Linked DNA regions of Mus musculus: region 2 is linked to region 1. The links are chromatin contacts, called in public Hi-C maps. All regions are on one chromosome and are shown on one strand. Each heading gives the region's core, a stretch centred on a gene start, on an enhancer-like site or on the middle of the called end of the contact. The rest is flanking DNA. Distances are from core to core; before and after follow the strand shown. Region 1 holds the start of H2-DMb2 (histocompatibility 2, class II, locus Mb2). Region 2 holds the start of Mdc1 (mediator of DNA damage checkpoint 1).

Region 1 (3,055 bases), core at 149-2,648:
TGCACATGTGTGTGTGTTTGTGTGTTTATGAGATCAATGTAAGATTTCTATAGGCATAGAAGACACTATCAGTTTTGCAATTCACAGTCCAACAAAAGATGCACTTGCCATTTAAAATCTATCCTATTGTGTATGAGGCTCTGGGTTGAATTCTTAGCACAAAAAGAAAAGTGCACTAAGATTGGGGAGATGGCTAGGTTGGTAAACTGCTTGCTGCACAATTGGGAGTATCTGAGTTCAATCCCCAGGACCCACATTAAAACAAAAACATACAATACAAACAAAACAAAACGCCACAAAAAAGCCTGACATGTCTGTGCACAGCTGTGGTTCCATTGCTGCAGAGGCAGAGGCAGAGGCAGGTGTGTCCCCGGGCTTCCGGCTAGCTAGCCCAGCCTACCTGGCCAGCTCCAGGTCATCAAGAGACCCTGTCTCAAAAAACAACAACCAATAAGGTGGAAGGTGTTCCTGTGGCCTCTGCACACATTTGCACATAGGTGCATGCATGCTGTATACACACAAGCACCCACACACAGGAACACCTGTGCACATGTGCAAACACACTCAAGTGTCACCAGTAGATAATGTCCTTTCCAGGAGAATAGTAGGGGCACCACATCTCTACTATAGCATCTTCCTAATCCAGAGGTCAGCTCAACAGAGCGGAGCATGGGGCAGGGCACACTCAGGGAAGCAGAGACTCTGGAGGGGAAGACGCTTGAGCTTGGGCCTGAGGTCAGCTTTTGACCAAGAGCTTCAGTAGAACTGCCCCAGAGATGCGCGAGTGCAGGAAGATAGGGCGTCCTGGCTCCCAAAGCAGCTCCTACAGCCTAGGAGGAACGGAGGCTTGGTAAGCAGCCCAGGAGGGAATGGGGTTTCCAGGCTGGCCCCTGCTCTCTAAGGTTGGATTGCTTTCTGTCGTCCAGTCCTGCTCTGACACAAGGCAACTGTGTACACTATCTGTACCTCCTTCCTTCCCTACAGTCTTGCCTCTGCCACCTGTGTCCTCCTGAGTGACAGGACAGACCAGGGGTGTATGTACTATCTCCTAGGCAACGTCCCTTTCAGAGAGGAAGAAAGTTGTCTAGAAGTTTTTTGTTTTTTTGTTTTTTCTTTTTCTTTTTTCTTTTGGAAGTGTGTGAGATGAGAAAGTCAACCCAGGGGCAGGCCAGGGTTGTATTTCCTGGAAATGCTTCAGCGATCACCCCCAGGGACCTCAGGAAACCACCTAGAAGGTCCTGTTCTTAAAGCACAGGGCACAATGAGGTTTACCTATTAACCGATGATGCTAGGCTAAGTCACTTAGTGATTGGACTGACTTAACTACCCAGCTAATCTGACCACTCCCTTTAGGACCCCAGATTTGGTTGAGTGAGTGGGTACAAAGGAGGGGCTGAGTGACTCGGGGCCACATAGGCAGCAAGGAGCAAGGGGCCTGAGCAAGAGGTACCATATTTACCTCAGTGTGTGAAGATCATTTGCCCAGGCTGGGGCAGGAGAGAACCTGAGGCCCTTGCAGGAGGTGCCCAGGGGCCTGGCCTTCCTGCACCTTCAGAGAGTGGAACATGGCTGCACTCTGGCTGCTGCTGCTGGTCCTCAGTCTGCACTGTATGGGGGCAGGTAAGATAACCTCCTGAACCTTCTCTCTCCTGCTCCTGTTTGGGTAAAACATGTTCATTTTTGCTAGCTAACAGGTCTGAGTGCCCCAGAGTAGCCAGTCTCCAGACTATGGCATTCCTCCAGCCCTGTGCACTGTATTTTACAGCAATTTTAATAATGAGCCATTCTCATAGACTGTGTGAAGGATGTCCCTGTGGGGACGTAGGTTAGGACTGGGTACTGCTGGGTCCTGGTTCCTAACATGGTGCCTGGCATGACATAAGTGTTCTGTGGTATCAAAGTCAAGAATATTTCCAGCACAGAGCAAGACTGACTACTTCTTGACTCTGTTTCTTTCTCTCCTGTCCCCTTCCCTCCTCCTGTTGGTCTGTTTGTCTGTCTGTCTATCTATCTGTCTGACTGTAGTCTGTCTGTTTCTTTCTCATTGGAGACAGTCACGCTCTATAGCCAGACTTGCCTTAAACTCATGGCAATCCTCCTGCCTCAGTGCTGGGATCACAAGTATGCCAACCACATTACTCTATGTCCCTGTCAATAGTGAGGTGCTCTGCAGGTCTGTTTTGGGGTAGACAGCCATGCATGCCACACAGGAATCTTGGGTTGTCCTCCCTTGTCATCCAGTCTCACATACAGAAGCGCTAATTGTTTTCAGCCTTGTGCACATGAGCCTCAAGCTCGTCCCAAACCTATGCCCTGCCAGATGTGGAAGTCTATCACACCATATGATTTTGGTAGAAGAGTGGAATTAGCTTGAAAATGCCTTTTCTGAGTTTTGTTTGGTTGGCTGTTGTTAGGAAAGCCGGGTATACTAAGTTATTTAAATTTGTTACCTTAAGACCTTAGACCACTGCAGGTGGAAAGCAACAGCCTGATTTAGTGTCAGAGCCTTGGGGAGGTGGCTCAGCAATGAAGAGAACTGGGTGACTCTGCTGAGGACCCAGGTTCAATTCCCAGCACTCACATCAAGCACAAGAGGGAAGCCCCAGGATTACCGCGACTTCTGCCCAGCTTGGCTGAGTTAGAGCCCCTTGGCTTGGAAAATGGAGAAGGCACAGCGTCTGTGCAAATAGACCGTTATTGTTCATTTACTGCAAGAGTTTAAAAACATTTCTCTCTCCTGCTTCTCTGTTTCTGTCTGTCTGTATTTCTTTGCCTATCTCCCTGTCTCTGTCTCTTGTCTCTCTCTTTCTCTTTCTGTCTCTCTATCTCTGTCTCTATCTGTGTGTGTGTGTGTGTGTGTGTGTGCATGAGCGTGTGTGCACTCTCATCCGTGCTTGTCTGTGTGTGCACCACATCTATGTAGTGTCTGATGAGGCCAAAAGGGTCTCAGACTCTCTGGAACTGGGGATAGAGGGAGCCATTGGGGGTAGGTGCTGTAGTTGGAAACCTCAACTTCTGCAAGCAACATATACGTTTAACATCCAGCCACATCTCT
Region 2 (3,055 bases), core at 363-2,862, 1.7 Mb after region 1:
CCTAGTCTACAAAATGAGAGCCTGTCTTGGAAACACAACATACGTGGGGCTAGAGAGATGGCTCAGCAATTAAGAGAATTTGCCCTTCTCAGAACAGGTTCAATTTCTGTCACCCATAGTAGTAGTACACAGACATACATGCAAGCAAACTACCAATACACATAAAAACCTCTTTTAAAAAGAGAAACAACAACAACAAAGGGAAGGGTCTAGTAAGCAGTATCTAGAATGTAAGCAGTATCTAGAATGTAGTAAGCAGTATCTAGAATATAATCGTGTTGTACCAGTGAAAGGAAGGAGGATCCCTGTGAGTTCAAGGCTGACCTGCTAAGTTAGTTAGTTCGAGGTTAGCGGAGGCACATAGTGAGACCCTTCTTTGGCTTAAAGAAAATGAATCAAAGACATGCAATCAACATACAGCTCAAGTCATCTTTTAAATAAAAGAACATTTAACCGGGTAGTGGTGGTGTACACCTTTAATCCCAGCACTTGGGAGGCAGAGGCAGGCAGATTTCTGAGTTCGAGGCCAGCCTGGTCTACATAGTGAGTTCCAGGACAGCCAGGGCTACACAGAGAAACCCTGTCTCGAAAAACAAAAAACCAAAACAACAACAACAACAACAAAGAACATTTAAGTTACATCAATACTCCTTTATTCATTAAAAATATTTCAATTTTGGTTATGCCAACAATGAAAGCGATTATTGATTATTTCGTGCTACTTGAATTTGTCTCATTTACTTTAGGAACACGGATAAGTCATCCAACTTAAAGCTTCAAACGTCTGGCGATTTATTATGGACATATTGAAAAAACCAACGGGAAAGAACTATACAAGCCACTTTCCTGGAATACCTTCATGTTTTATTATAATGAAATAAATTATTTTATTATACTTTTCTCCTCTTTTGAAAGACGACGACAGACTTTGAGGTTTTAGCAAAACAGCTTGCTGTATTTAGGATCTTCCATTTAGGAAGATGACCTCAAAATGTCCGTCATTGGCCAGGCGTGGTGGCACACGCCTTTAATTCCAGCACTCGGGAGGCAGTGGCAGGCGGATTTCTGAGTTCGAGGCCAGCCTGGTCTACAAAGTGAGTTCCAGGACAGCCAGGGCTATACAGAGAAACCCTGTCTCGAAAAACCAAAAAAAAAAAAAAAAAAAAAAAGTCCGTCATTTTATACATTAATACGTACATACATAGATGTGGAAGAAAAGCAAGTAAACAGTCCAAATCAAACGGAAATAAAATCCCTCTGCAATAGGGAGTTCTAAAGTGCCACGCCTACAGGGTGTTTTCCAATCTGCAGCCTCCAGCCACGACTGCTGCCTGCAACCCCCCATTTCTCGTGAGTCAGCTGGCGCCATTTCTGGGATGACCGAGAAGGGCGCTCTGGCCTTGGAATGACTTCTATGATAGAGCCCTTCTAGCCGCCGCCGGTAACTGGCGCCAGACTCTCTGGTAGGCGTTTGGAAATCTGCGCGGGAAGTAGTCCGTGGATGACGTAGCGACGGAGGGTTGGCCTAGGGCACTACCCAATCACGGTGCGGGATTCTCAGGCCACACCCTCCTGATTAGCGTTTTCTTCAGCCTGTTTCCCGCCGGTAGCCGCACATTTGAGCTGTGAGGAGGTGAGGCAGGGGCGGGGCTTCCGACTTGAATCAATCGGCGCGCTTCCAGCAGTAAAAGACAGTTCCAGGAGCCAATCAGCCCACCGACTCTCTTCCGGGATTCGCACTCCCGCCACCTGGTAGCGGCCGTTACTGGTGGCGCGCGCGCGCGGATTCAGTCGGTGAGTTCGGCAGCCCGCGCCCGGGTTACCATCTTTGATTCCTCCTGAGGGCGGGAGGGGCGTGCCCTAGGTGTCACTGGGCTGAGGTAATTTGGGTTGCGGTTTTAGGTTTTTTTATGCTAATCCTTGCTTGGCGCCCTGGCCCGGGTGTAGGTTTGGTGACACGGAAACCTTAGGCCACGAGGGAACGAACTCCAGCGTAGGTACCAAAGATGGTTGCCCTTCACTTGGAGCAAAGGGTCGTAGGCGTCTGCTGGGTTGGCAGGACGGAGTTTACTTCTTGGGGTACACTACTTTTCCTTTCAGCGTTTTCCCCGTGTGTGACATCTTTATAGGTAAAATCCACCCATGCAGTTTTGAATTTCTGTCTCTAGTTTGTCTGTTAGTAACGCCGGCTATGTAGTTACCATGAGAGCAGGATTCATTTTGAGGATGCATGCCCAAATACTGACCGGTACCAGGTGTGCATAATTCCTGCAGAGTAAATAGGACGGACCCGAGTAGGGGAGGTGGGGATGTAGATACAGTTCCACCCGTACTGATCTGGAAAGAGATGTCAAAGACAGAAAGGGGGCCGGGCGGGCGTGGTGGGGCACGCCTTTAATCCCAGCTCTGGGGATGCAGAGGCAGGCAGATTTCTGAGTTGGAGGCCAGCCTGGTGGTCTACAGAGTGAGTTCCAGGACAACCAGGGCTACACAGAGAAACCCTGTCTCGAAAACAAGCAAACAAAGACAGAAAGGGTCTTGCCAAGGAGCTACTTTAATTCTGTGAACTTAGCAGCCACGAGAAAACGCTAGGAGTGATTTAGAGACGGTCCTTAACCCATCTATGTTGACGTTTCTCATCTGGGAAAAAAAAAAAAAAAAGAACAACCATACTTTTACAGGGTTCTTCTCAAGAACAAATGAATCAGTCAACCTAATGTGTTAAAACTGTTTAACATATAAACCCCTCTTTATATGTTAGCTTCTCTGGTTCTTTGCACTTCAAGCTGAAGTATGCTGATGAGAGTGTATAAACTGGGGGCTTTGTGACTCATTTCTATTTACATGCTGTGTTATTCTGAGCAAATCAATTTTTGGAGTTATTACTTCCCTGTCTCGTTTGGCTATTATGCCTGATACAACACAATACTCAATAGAGGATTATGAAATCAATTAGGGAGTGGTAGATGGGCTTTTAAAAACTAGAACATGTACAAGACCCTAAGTTTGATCATCACTAGTTTTCCTGTGTGTGTGTAATATCTGACCCATCAGA

The links. Hi-C and Micro-C count contacts between places; a contact is called where the count stands out from the background.
Region 2: a contact with region 1 is called in a Hi-C map of B cells, with 5 read pairs. The contact joins the promoter of Mdc1 here to the promoter of H2-DMb2 in region 1. A contact is called at or near these places in 3 of 39 promoter capture datasets (cranial neural crest, embryonic stem cells and hippocampal neurons), 1 of 484 Hi-C or Micro-C datasets (B cells) and 1 of 115 datasets of contacts at active chromatin or transcription factors (pancreatic cancer cells).

What each region holds. Positions count from the first base shown.
Region 1 is chr17:34,143,851-34,146,905 of GRCm38.p6, forward strand. H2-DMb2 (histocompatibility 2, class II, locus Mb2) reads left to right here and starts at 1,399. Exons shown (of 6, transcript NM_010388.5): 1 at 1,399-1,620. The coding sequence starts at 1,566.
Region 2 is chr17:35,839,886-35,842,940 of GRCm38.p6, forward strand. Mdc1 (mediator of DNA damage checkpoint 1) reads left to right here and starts at 1,613. Exons shown (of 16, transcript NM_001010833.2): 1 at 1,613-1,794.